2 separate regions of the Mus musculus genome follow, and region 2 is linked to region 1. A link is a contact called in public Hi-C data. All regions are on one chromosome and are shown on one strand. Each heading gives the region's core, a stretch centred on a gene start, on an enhancer-like site or on the middle of the called end of the contact. The rest is flanking DNA. Distances are from core to core; before and after follow the strand shown.

Region 1 (6,566 bases), core at 3,214-5,713:
AGTTATGAGGAGTTGCTCCTTAACCAGGTCTCTGCCGTGAGACTCAGCCTCACCTCAGGCCCAAAGTGATGCAGCCAGGCAGGGAGCACTCTGACACCAAAAGCCAAATGCACCCTCACTGCTTCAAGTTAATTTTATCAGTGTGAGACCAACAATGTGGCCCTATACACGTCTGAGTAACATCAAAATTGCTGTTTTTGTGAGGCCGCTATTGCTCAGATATCCTGCCTGCTCCCCTTTCTCCTTTCCTTTGGCGATTCTAGCATTCTTATGCTGGTTTGCTTGTTGATCTACAGGTCCCTTACATTCTATGAACTCTCTTTCCTTTTCTTCATTCTTCACATCAAATCAGTTTAATCAATCCTAGCTCCTACTAGTTTGTGTTCAGTCTGCTCAACTCCACTCTTGAATTCTTGCGGTGATTTCTTTCCATTTATTTTTCTGCTCCAGAATTTCCTTTGATTTCTTCTTAACATTTTCAGCTGTGTTCCTAAGTGCCACAGTAAGCACCTGTCTGCCCCACAGGAGCATTCTAGTGTTCTCTCATTCTATCATGTGTCACTGGTGTATGTGTTTCTGATGTGTACATGTGTGCACATGTATGTATAAATACAACCTCAGGTATTGTTCTTCAGGCTCCATCTACCTTGACTTTTGTTGTTGTTGTTGTTGTTGTCTTGTTTGTTTGCTTGCTTGTTTTTACCAGGGTCTCTTACATACTTGGAACTTGCAACATAGGCAGAATCAAGGAGTCCCTGGCATTGGTCTGCCTTTGGCTCCCCAGGTACGGGGATCCCAATACATGCCACTGCACTTGCCCCCCCCCAACATAAGTTCTGGGAATCACACCAAAGTCTCAAGGCTTGCAGAGCAAACCCTTTCCTGGCAGAGCTGTCTACTCAGCCAGATTTGTTCCTGTAATAGTCTGCACCTTCCTGTTTCTTTACATGCTTCTGAGTTTTAGTTTTGGTTGAAACTGGACATCTGAATTTTATGTTAGCTCATTTGGAAATCACTGCTGAAGTTTGTCTCTATTCCTGGGACGAACCTGAGGGAAAAGCTTAAGGCTTTCTTGGGTCTTTTCTGAGTCTGTACTTTCCTTGGGGATATGTGGTAAACTTTCCCTAAATTCCCTCATGTGTATGGTTGCCTTGATATATCCGAGTCCCTAAATATCTGCCTCTTCAGTGGGAAGAACGGGAAATAGAGAAAGATACTGCTGCTGCTTCCAATGGAAGCCTCAGTGGCTGGCCTCTGCTGGGGCCACTTTTCTCCTGGAAGACAAGAGCTTTAAACAGACTGTGGAATTCCTAATAGCGCCTTCCGAATGTCTCCGCTGTCATAATTGTTCCCTAGGTAGAGGGGTGAGTTCCTGGTGAGTCCTACTCCTCTGACTTCCCAGACATCACGGAGCAAATCTTTTATAGAGTTCCTTCCCCATGAAGGAGGGAGCATTCATCCTCTTCAATGTTCTCGAGGGCAGGCAGAATGTCCTGAGATTTGACTCATGTGGAAGTGGACAGGCCCTTGGAGAAACTGCAACATCAGGATACTTCAGCTGTGTAGACAACCATGCTGCCTCGTTTGAAGGTATTCCTAGAACTGAAACGCTGATGTTTGGGACTTCCTTTTACTGAATGCAAGACTTCTTTTCCCCCCGGGGGCTATGCTCACTTTCTTCTGTCCTTTTCATTGCACTGGGTTGTTGGGTATACAACCTTCCCTTGATGCACATAGTATATGATTGCCAATCCTAATTGTCATCTTGACTGGATTTACAACGACATAAGAGAGACAGGTATTCTTCTAGGCACATCTTTGAGAATGTTTCTAGAGAGAAATAACTGCGGAGCGAAATCTGCCTTCCCTCTGGGTATATCACCATCCGTGGGCCGGGACCTGTGCTGGATGATGGGGAACAGGAGAGAGGCAGCAGCTGGGTGCTGCTTCCTGGCCTGCTTTGCTGAAGCTGCTGTGCTCTACTGTGCCCTCCCTCCCCACCGTGATGGACTGACACCTTTGAAACCATGAGCTCAACAGGCTTTCCCTCCCCTTAGGTTGTTTCTTTGGGTCACAGAGATGCAGAAAGCAACAGAGTTTGGGAGTGTTCTCTTGCACAGTGCACTCAGAATGAATATGAATGGTCACATCAGCTCCCAGAGTCCTGGCAACTTGAACGCACACACATCAAGTATCTCCTGAGTAGAACACGTAGCCCAGTCTCATTTTTGCCTGAGCCTTTTCTGCTTTGTCCCTAGAAGGCAGTACTTTTTGTGATTCTTTATTGCATCTTACTTGGTATGTCCATATCCTATATATTGATTCACTGGATGGGACATCCCTGCAGGTAGCCTCCTTTGAGCCTAATAAATACATATACAAGCACACGTGAGAACTTTTACAAATACATTTGTAATTTACAATGTTAGAACAGTAATTCTCAGGTCTTGCTACTCCAATGAACGCACTCCAAACTTTGATTTCTTTTTTTTTTTAATTAGGTATTTATTTCATTTACATTTCCAATGCTATCCCAAAAGTCCCCCACATGCTCCCCCATCCACTCCCCCACCCACCCACTCCCACTTCTTGGCCCTGGCCTTCCCCTGTACTGAGACAGATAAAGTTTGCACGACCAATGGGCCTCTCTTTCCACTGATGGCCGACTAGGCCATCTTCTGCTACATATGCAGCTAGAGACAGGAGCTCTGGGGGGTACTGGGTAGTTCATATTGTTGATCAACCTATAGGGTTGCAGATCCCTTTAGCTCCTTGGTTACTTTCTCTAGCTCCTCCATTGGGGGCCCTGTGCTCCATCCAATAGCTGACCCTGAGCATCCACTTCTGTGTTTGCTAGGCCCTGGCATAGTCACACAAGAGACAGCTCTATCTGGGTCCTTTCAGCAAAATCTTGCTAGTGTATGAAATGGTGTCAGCGTTTGGAGGCTGATTTTGGGATGGATCCCTGGATATGGCAGTCTCTAGATGGTCCATCCTTTCGTCTCAGCTCCAAACTGTGTCTCTGTAACTCCTTCCATGGGTATTTTGTTCCCAATTCTAAGAAGGGGCAAAGTGTCCACACTTTGGTCTTCATTGTTCTTGAGTTTCATGTGTTTTGCAAATTGTAACTTATATCTTGGGTATTCTAAGTTTCTAGGCTAAGATCCACTTATCAGTGAGTACATATCATTTGAGTTCTTTTGTGATTGAGTTACTTCACTCAGGATAATGCCCTCCAGATCCATCCATTTGCCTAGGAATTTCATAAATTCATTCTTTTTAATAGCTGAGTAGTACTCCATTGTGTAAATGTACCACATTTTTTGTATCCATTCCTCTGTTGAGGGGCATCTGGGTTCTTTCCAGCTTCTGGCTATTATAAATAAGGCTGCTATGAACATAGTGGAGCATGTATCTTTCTTACTAGTTGGAACATCTTCTGGATATATGGCCAGGAGAGGTACTGTGGGATCCTCCGATAGTACCATGTCCAATTTTCTGAGGAACTGCCAGACTGATTTCCAGAGTGGTTGTACAAGCTTGCAATCCCACCAACAATGGAGGAGTGTTCCTCTTTCTCCACATCCTCACCAGCATCTGCTGTCACCTGATCTTAGCCATTCTGACTGTTGAGAGGTGGAATCTCAGGGTTGTTTTGATTTGCATTTCCCTGATGATTAAGGATGTTGAACATTTTTTTCAGGTGCTTCTCAGCCATTCGGTATTCCTCAGATGAGAATTCTTTGTTTAGCTTTGAGCCCCATTTTTAATGGGGTTATTTGATTTTCTGGAGTCTACCTTCTTGGGTTTTTTATATATATATTGGATATTAGTCCCCTCAAACTTTGATTTCTATGTGCCAACTAGAGATTGCTTTTCCTAGTCTACATTTTCAAAAGTGTCCAGGTAATTTTTGATACGAAGCCAGGTTGTATAACCAGTCGTGTAACTATTAAGAAAATTTAGAGGCTGACATAGAATGTTTGGAGCTAGAAATGTCGCTCCATGTTTCAGCAGCACAGCCAGGGAACGGATTCCTTCGCTTTATACTTCCTGCTTTGGAAGACAGTCCAGGCAATGTGTAAGAACCGGTTTTGAAGTTTACCGAGCAAGTCTTAATTCCATCATGGCCACCTGCTGGCTTTTATCTTTAGACACATTACTTAATCTTTAAGCGGGTCAGTTTCTTGGTCTGTAAAAAGGGAGGCGTTAGGGTTTGGTACAGTCCTTATTCTGTGGCACACAATGTTGGCTGCTTGGTGTACAAGAACGCCACTAGATTCGTCCAGGAGCAGAAGTCTACTGCAGGCACACCCTCTCCATCTGGCTGTTGGGAAACCAGGAGACTTGCTAGTGTGTTTAAGGGGCGCCGTAGCTACACAGGATTTAGACAAGCGCTGGTCCTGCGGCGACATGGCCGCAGCGCACGCCCACTAGGGGGCGCCCGAGCGACCTGAGCTCTTGCGCCAACCGCGCGGCGCCCACGCGCGTGCTCACTGGGGACGCGGAACCTCCGCCTCCGCCGTCGCGGCCTTCAGTGCGGGCGCCCCAACGAGACTTCTGTTTTCCCGCTGCCTCGCCCCAGGCTCACTCGGCCGCAGCCCCAGCACCTGCGCCGCGGCGGCCCTCGCTCCGTGGGCCGCGGACGCCCCGGCCCGATGCTGCGCTGGCTGATCGGAGGAGGCCGCGAGCCGCAGGGCCTAGCCGAGGTAATGCGCGGGGGCCCGGGGGCGGGGCCGGGGCGGGGCCTGCGGCGAGCGCCGGAAGCGGCTGCTCAGGGCCACCTGGCCTCTGCTAAGAAACTGGGACTTAACTACAAACCAGCAGGAGTGACTGCCACTCTTGATTTATTTGAACCGATAAGTCTTCTCAGCCGGGACTCGAATTTGCTTAAGGAACGTAAATTTAACTAGTTGCTTTCCGAGAAGCTAAGTGAGAAAATGATTTCTGTTTATTTAGTACATGTATGGTCTCATCGTCACATTGAAAAAATAATTTTGTCACCTTAAAAATGTTGACATCTGAAATTTACTTCATGTGCCACACAACAATTTGTGTTACACTTCCTTCCTTATAGGAAGCATTTTACAGTTTGGATTATTGCAAACTTGGCAGTTTTAACTTCCTCATAGCTTTGACATTGACACGTGATTTTTTTAAATCACTTATTTTATATAATTTGAAGTCCTTAGGGTTATGGAAGAATTGTGGATTATTGAATGGACACATAACATATATTTGACTATTTGCTTATTTAGTGAATACACTATTTTATTCAGTTCTGTCATACCTGGTAAAACTCTCACATAATTGAGTGACAGCTAGAAAAGAGACCAGATAAATGCAAAACCATCACCATGGGATAGCATGCTGGATCTTACGTTTTCTTTTCCACACAAAAGTACTTCAATTGTGTAACTGCCTTGAATATGTACACTATAAGAGCTGGTGATTTTTCCTAATGAATGAGAGAACATTACTTATGAATTACAGTCAGCCTTCCAGTCTAAGTGATTCTCAGTCCTGGGGTAATCTTGTCCCCAGAGGATAGTACAGTGTCTACTGTTGGCCATGGGTAGGTGTGATGGGGGCACTGTGTATAGAAGAAGGATGCTGCTGTCTATCCTAACACCCAGGAGAGGTCTCAGGAACAGAAACTTAACGTAGTCCAAACTCGCTTGTCAGACTTAAGAAACCTTGGTTAAGAACAAAGCTTCTTATGGTGAAATTGTACTGAATTTGCCTCCAGAAAGGGGGCCAATTGAGACTTCCCCTGTAGAGTTAAGTTACGAGGTGTGTGTCGTTAGCACAGGCTGCTGTGCTGCCTTCTGGAGGACTCTGCATGCAGGACCTGTCCCCCAGTCTTGTCGCCCAGAGGACACATGAGTCTGCTTTCACTACTACATTTAATCATTAAAGCAGACATCTGAGTGCTTGCAGTGGGCTGCGTTTGTCTGTATTTGATTCATTTAGTCTGCAGCTTTGTTTCTAACAAAGCGTGTGTGTGTGTGTGTTTATGTGTGTTTATGCGTGTGTTTCTGTGTGGGAGTGCACATGTTGAATGTTTGAGTGTATGCATCTGTGTTTGCATATGTCTGTCTGAAAGCATTGTGTTTGCATGTGTGTAAGTATGCGTGTATGTGTGAGAGAGTATGTGAATGTGTGTGAGAGAGAATGTACATGATAGCTTGTAGGGGTCAGTTCCTTTCCTTCCATCATGAGGGTCCCCGGGACGGAGCTCAGGTCATCAGACTTAGTGACAAGTGCCTTTACCTGCTGAGCTAGCTCCTTGGTCCTAACAAACTTTGATTGAGAAACAACAGTTGAGTTGATTGGCCCAGTAGTTTTAAAGTCGGGTTTATTGAGACTCAACAAAATAAAGTTTACTCTTTACAAGTTTATTGTGGTTTGAAAACACCAAAGGTTTTGATAAGAGAAATACTTCCATGTAGAACTGGTATGTATTAGCATTAGAACATAATATCTTGTGGCTTCTAAAAGCTTTTGTTCTTGCATGGATACTGTGCAGTTAAAATCATTTTATGCTTATGTTTTGTGTTTTGTGG
Region 2 (6,946 bases), core at 685-3,184, 58 kb after region 1:
AGGAAACACTGACTGAGAACAAATAAACCTTTTCTTCCCCGACTTGCTTTTCATGAGAGATTTTATCGCAGCAATAAAAAAGAACTAATATATGGTTCACTTTGATGATACCACCGGCAAGAGCCAGGTTCTGTAAAGCATTCCCTAGCTTTGAGATCCTATGAGTCCAGGAACAGAAGTGAAAATGAATAGGTCTTCCTGCCACACCCTATTCATCCTGCTCACCGGGGCTCCTCCGTCTAGCACTGTGTCTCAGGGCCTGCCTGAGGGATTGCAGTGGGCAGCTGCCAGCCTCCTCTCCTTCCCCAGCTCCAGGCTGATAATCACCTCACGCTGGAGAGGCAGAAAATGCTTCGGTGCCAGAGCAGGCTCTGGGAGAGACACGCGCCAGTATCTCACTACACAGGCTCGCTCACCTCTGCTCTCCCAGAAGCACACTGCACTCGCTCATTACGTAGGAGCCCTTACCTCAGCTGCCAGTGGCTTGTTGATGCTGTTCACGAATTTGTTCACGTGCTCGAAGTGTTTTGTCATCTCTGTAGCCAAAACCATGTCGATAATAGCCTGGCGCAGCGTTCGATAGTGGTTCCTAAATAATAAGAGGACAAAGTTCCCTGCTCACACCATGCCCAAGTCAGAAGTGCCCTGATGCTCTGCCTCCCCACAGCCCAGGACAGAAGGGGTCAGAGTCAAGTGACTGCTAATCCTAGACTCCATCCGCTCAGCCCCCGCCCCCCAGTAAGCCCATGTTGATGCCACTCCACGTTCTCCAGTGACAGCTGACTCTTCTGCACAGCCATGCTAAGAGAAATGAAAGTGCACATCATGTGACAAGCAACTGTTTCGAATGGTAGTTTCCATCCCTTCCTGTGAAAACACTGGAACAAGGAAGTGGAAGGGACAGAAACAAAGTGGCAGTCTGCTGAGGTTTGACTGTGCCCTGTGTAGACCGGTTCCTACTGGAGAGAACTGCCAATCTCTTCCGATGGTGCTGAGGGAGATTTTCCTTTCACATAATCCTGTAACCTGTAAATGTCTGATGTTTGCAGTGGTTGGAACAACAGCTCAAGGTTATCAGAAAACCCCTATCATGTACTAACTCTAAGAGACTGAATGAAGAGCTAAGCAAACCAGCTTGATACGCTAGAACTTAAGTCTGAATTAGAACAACCGCTCTCTGTAACCATAGAGATTTTTCTAGAGCCTAAACTGGTAAGTTCATGTAGACAGTGTCATGAGGCCCAAGCGACCACCAGGCCTTTGCCCAGGACTCTGCTCAGCAGCTTGCTGGTGCGGTATAGGAAATAGCCGTAGCCTGACCACACAGTTGTTAGCAGGTAAGAATTGTTCCACCACGTCACATCACGGTGCTGTTTGCAGATGTTCTGAGAGCATCTCTCTCTGTGAGAAGGAAACCTGTCTCATTCCCAGCATCCTCACTGGGACCTCCTCATGGGGATGGATGCTTAGCCCAAACTCAGCTGGAAATGCAGGATTATACATTGTCTTTGAGCCACAGGGAGGAAGATAAAAATATTTGATAGACTTGTTAGTGAGGCCATCAACATTTAGGCAGTGCTTTTCAGTGCATAACAAACATTTATTTTTATGGACTTACTGAAGGCTAAATGAGATTTTTTTTAGAGCAGGAAAGGCAGTCTGAAAAGTTCAGATGGGCAAAGCTGGTTTATAACCTGATACAGTGAAGAGCCACTGTTTCATTCCCATCTATCCAGAGAAACCAGAGAAAACTCAGCTTCATTTTTAGCTTCACAGACCTAGCCCCGGGAGCCCAATCACGCCAAACCTGTCAATATTCTTGAAAATGTTGCACTTGGTGTCCTTGACTGTGAGCTGGAAGGCCAGGGCTGTGTGGTGACTCTCCAAGACTGCAGTGTCATTGTAGAGCACAGCGAGCTCGCTGCCGGCGTTGCACAGGAAAGAGTTGGTCCTTCCGGGGTGATCCACGTCGTGGACTGTGGCAGCAATCAGAGCAGCCACCTCATCCAGCTGGTCCAGGCTTCCCTGGGGGAGGGGGAGGATACAGAACATTATTCACAGGCTTCTAGACACCAGCATCCATCTCTGTCTCTTGGAGAGAGAAGGGCTTGGGGCTGGAACCTTTGGAATTTCCTTTCGGTTTCCTCCTAGTCTTAGCAGAAAGGTAGCCTTGGGCACACGGTGGCACTGTCCTGTGCTGTGTATTCTCTTGAGAACACAGAAGCTACAACACCTGAACTGTCTATAGTCTGTTTGCTGGTTCTTTGACAAAGAAGCCAAGCAGGTCTTTTGAATTGATGCTGTGACGCTCTGCCATGATGCATGGAAAGTAGCCGGCATCACAGATATTCCTTACACATCAGCTTCTGCAGGCATATTGGAGGGCCAGTTGTAAATAGCACAGCTAGCTCACAGGATGAATGGGACAGTAACTGGAGCTTGGCAGTGAGGCAGAGGCAAGATGGAAAGCTTATCAAGAAATGCAGGGGCTGGGCTCACAGGCAGCAAAGGCTTAGAGAAACTCACCAGACCTTCACTATGCTAATGCTGAGCTCAAATGACAGCAAGTATTCTTCTTAGCCAGTAAGTTAGTAGAAAGCTGGCAGATGGGGTGTTATGTAAGACACTGTATTATGAATTCATTCCATGTCAGATGCCTAAAGGCGTCAGGTACTGTGCACAGCACCAGAGATGAAGCAGTGATAGATACTAATGGGTGAGATTAGATAAAAAGAGTCCCAACTTCCCGAGAGTGTAACCATGGGGCTGGGCAGAGCAGGGCAGCACTGATCGCTGACCATCATGTGGTGATGGGAGTGCACTGCCTCTGTGGAATGCAGACAAAGCCTATTATATACAGCTCCTGAACGCTTGCCTATGGCCAGTGCGATGGAGGACCTCCTCAGCTTTATTCAGTAGCTGTGTATGGTTAACGACTACTGTGATGGTTGGTATATGCTTGTCCTAGGGAGTGGCACTATTGGGAATTGTGTCCTTGTTAGAGTAGGTGTGTCTCTGTTAGAATGGGTATGTCACTGTGGGTGTGGGCTTTGTCCTAGCAAGTCAGTCTTCTACTAGTAGCCTTCAGATGAAGAGGTAGAACTCTCAGCTCCTCCTGCACCATGCTTGCCTGGATGCTACCATGTTCCTGCCTTGATGATAATGGGCTGATCCCCTGAACCTGTAAACCAGCCCCAATTAAATGTTGTCTTAAAAGACTTGTAAGACTTGCCTTGGTCATGGTGTCTGTTCACAGTAGTAAAACCCTAAGACAACTACCAAACTGGCCAACAAAGGTCTACAGAATTGCCAATGACAGCTTTCCTAAGAAAGTGATTTTTATTGCTGAAGTATTGTGGATAAGCAACAGGAGAGCAGGCAACATGCAGTAAAGGAGAGGAGTCCAGGCAGGGAGTCCAGATGAAGTTACTGAGGGAGCTAATCGAGCCAAGGGGTGAACAGTGAAGGAAGAGGGAGGTAGGCCTCGAGGAAGACTTGGAAGATTTACTAGATAAGGTTTACAGTGTTTCCAGCTTGCTCTCATAGTTCTGTGGGAGGGAAAACTAGGTAAGGAAGACAGCCTGAAGCTCAGGCCTGTGCTGCTGATGCCATCCCAGGCCCTGGGGCAGTCCCTGTCAGTGCTGACTTGGTGTTATAGTGGGACTTTCTTGAATGTTGTCTCTATCCAGGAAGGGAGTCACTTCTATCTTGAATCATGTCACAGGGCTGGTAGGAATCTTGGCTTGGCCCAGCCAGCTTACAAAGTTTCCTGAGAGCATCCTGAAACCTACTGCAAGCAGAGAGGCCTGGTCAGCTGGCACTGTGTTTATGATCTAGACCAAATTGACTGCATAAGACCGGGCTGGAAGGGCTGAGTTAGGCTGGAGCCATTCTGTGTCTTGTAGATCAATTTCTCTTGGTAAAGAAAAGAATGATGCAGGCGTCTCCATGTCCAGAGATTTTTACTAGCTGCACGTTTACGGGGTCACTCTCTCCCTCCCTCTCTCTCTTCCTCCTCCTCTTCTTCTTCCTCTTCCTCCTTTCTTCCTCCCTCCCTCTCTCCCTCCTTCCCTCCTTCTCTCCACTAACCACCACAGGACATGAGGGACATATCTCAATAAACAAAGGCAACTTACAACAAGCCCACAGCCAACATCATTATAAATGGATAGAAATTCAAAGCATTTCCACAAAACTCAGAAGCAAGACATGAATGTCTACTCTACACCTGTTCAATATAGTTCTTGAAGTCTTAGCTAGAGCTATTAGACAACTGAAGGAGACCAAGGGGATACCAACAGAAAAGGAAGACGCTAGAGGATGCTTTTGCAGGTGATATGGTTGTAATGCACAGAAGACCCTAAAAACCGCCAGGCAGCTTCTACAGCTGATAAAAACATTGGTCAAAGTAGCTGGATATAAAACTAACACACAAATCAGAAGCCTTCCTGTATACAAATGCCAAACACACTGAGATAAGAAATGTGGGAAACAAAACGTTTCAAAAATATGTGAAATAACTTACCAAGCACATGAAAGACTTGTGTAAGAAAAGCATTAAGACATTGAGGAAAGAAACTGAAGATACCAGAAGATGGAAAGGTCTTCCATGCTCATGGACTGGTAGAATTAATGTTGAGGAAATGGCTACCCTACTAAAAGCAATTGGTAGAGTCAGTGCAATCCTCATTAAAATCCCAACACAATTCTTTATAGAATTGAAGATATAATCTTAAGCTTCAAGTGGAAACAAAAATCCCAAGACAGTAACACAATCCTGAACAATAAAAGAACTGCTTGCAATCTCACCATTCCTGGTTTGAAGCTGTATTACAGAGCTATAGTAACATGGTAACATGGTATTGACATAAACTCAGACATGTGGATCAGTGGAATTAAATTGAAGACTTGGACATAAGCTCACATACCTATGAACACCTGACATACACACTTGAGCAAAGATACTATCTTCAACACATGGTGCTGGTCAAGCTGCATGACTGCATGCAGAAGAATGCAAAGAGACCTTCACCTCACCCAACTCCAAATGGACCAAGGACCTCAAAAGAGGACCTGATCCCTCAAGTCTGATAGAAGAGAAAGTAGGAAGTAGGTTGATCTCCTTAGTACAGGAAAGGACTTTCTGAACAGGACTCTGACAGAATAGGCATTAAGACCAAAAATTAATAAAACCTCATGAAGTTTCTGTGTAGCAAAGGCCACCACCATGTGAAGAGGCAGTATACATAATGGAAAAAAAACTGTTATTTATACACGTGGAAGCATCTATAATACAGAAAGAACTAAACAAACTTGAACATAAGAAAACAACCCAAGTTTTTAAATGTAGCATGAAACTTCTGTGCTACAGGATTTTTATTACTGAGGTAAGACACTGACCAAAGGAAACTTGGGAGAAGAAAGCATTTACCTGATAACACTCAGGTCATACCCCATCACAAGGGAAGTTGGGGCAGAGACTTAAGGCAGGAACAGGAGCAAAGGCCATGGAGGGACACTGTTTACTGGCTTTCTCTCCGTGGCTTGTACAGCTTGTTTTCTTATATGTTGTATATAGTTTTATATAGAATACCCAAGGAATAAGCAATCTTCCACATAACCTATGGCCACCTATCCAGAGGTGGCTGCCACCCATGGGATGGGCCTACCTCCATCCAATCAAGAAAGAGCACTACAGACCTCATACAGGCAATCTAATGGAGTCATGTTCTCAATTAAGATTCCCTTTTCCCGGATATGTCAAGGTTTGTGTCAAGTTGACAAAACCTAACCAGGACAGAGCTAAGCAGAATCTTAAGACTTAAATCACAAATAACTCAGAAACATTTTTTAAAAAATATTCAACACTCTTAACTCTTAGGGAAACGCAAAGTAAAACTGCTTTGATATTTTATCTTACCCCAGTCAGAGTGGCCAGGCTCAAAACAAACGACAGCTCATGGGAGTGAGGGGTGGGAGAAGGGGAACAGTTATTTATTGCTGGTGGAAGTCTAAACTTGCACAGTCACTATGGAAATCAGTGTGGAGGTTCCTCAAAAGGCTAAAAATAGACATTCTGACAAAGGTCCAGCTATATGACTCCTGGGCATATACCCAAAGAAGTCTAGTGTTTACTACAGAGATATTTGCTCATCCACGGTCATCGTTGCTCTATTCATAATACCCAGAAATTGGAGATAGCCTAAATGCCTACCTGATGACAAATGGATAATAAAAGTGTGGCATGTTTACATAATAGAATATTACTCAGATGTTAAGAAAAGTGGAATTTGCAGGCAAATAGATGAAACCAGAAGCATCGCATCCAGAAAGACAAGCACTCCGTATTTCCTCTTACGCGTGGGAGCTGGCTTTCGTGCCTTATATGTGTATTTAGGGGTTAGGAGAAAAGTAACCGTCAATGTCACCCCACTGGGAACAACAATAGTGACCCTTCCTGGCAGGACACACCTGCTGGTACAATAGTGGTGCACGCTGTGGGAATAACCAACCACTTTTTTATTGCTCTATCCATAAGATGGGATGCGTGTATGACACTGTTAATGAGGCTGAGAACCCTGGACTAGATAGATCACATGCTCTGATGGGAAGCCTACTCCTATTATTCTGCTAAAGGCACATAGTAATAAAATAATTCCTGAGGACATATTGCGATATCCATAGATCAGTGCACCATCCAGCCTCTATCCAGCCTCTTTCTGCAGTAGAAGGTAATTAACATAGAGATTCACAACTGCACCGTGTACAGAGAGTGGGAGCCTTTGTAGCACTCAGCCCTAAATCTCTCTCTCTCCCTTCCCCCCTTTCTCTCTCTCCCTCCCCCCTCTTTCTCTCTCTCTCTCTCTCTCTCTCTCTCTCTCTCACTCACACACACACTCACACACACACTCACACACTCACACACACACACACACACACACACACT

The links. A called contact is a pair of places that touch in the nucleus more often than the background predicts.
Region 2: a contact with region 1 is called in a Hi-C map of bone marrow-derived macrophages, with 2.4 times the contacts expected there. The contact joins the enhancer-like site here to the promoter of Wdr41 in region 1. A contact is called at or near these places in 1 of 39 promoter capture datasets (the 3T3-L1 cell line), 3 of 484 Hi-C or Micro-C datasets (the HPC-7 cell line, bone marrow-derived macrophages and nephron progenitors), 1 of 115 datasets of contacts at active chromatin or transcription factors (the HPC-7 cell line) and 1 of 9 other capture datasets (adipose tissue).

Annotation. Positions count from the first base shown.
Region 1 is chr13:94,971,881-94,978,446 of GRCm38.p6, forward strand. It overlaps Wdr41 (WD repeat domain 41), which reads left to right and starts at 4,464. Exons shown (of 14, transcript NM_172590.3): 1 at 4,464-4,709. The coding sequence starts at 4,659.
Region 2 is chr13:95,032,362-95,039,307 of GRCm38.p6, forward strand. Pde8b (phosphodiesterase 8B) reads right to left here. Exons shown (of 22, transcript NM_001374003.1): 18 at 1,808-2,025; 19 at 469-589. Among named protein-coding and RNA genes, the nearest start is that of Gm41025, 15 kb to the right of the region's middle. Within about 2 kb of position 1,935, at least 65 of the 459 cell types and tissues checked have an H3K27ac peak or open chromatin away from gene starts, as enhancers often do. A contact at or near this core is called in adipose tissue and bone marrow-derived macrophages, where this site is marked.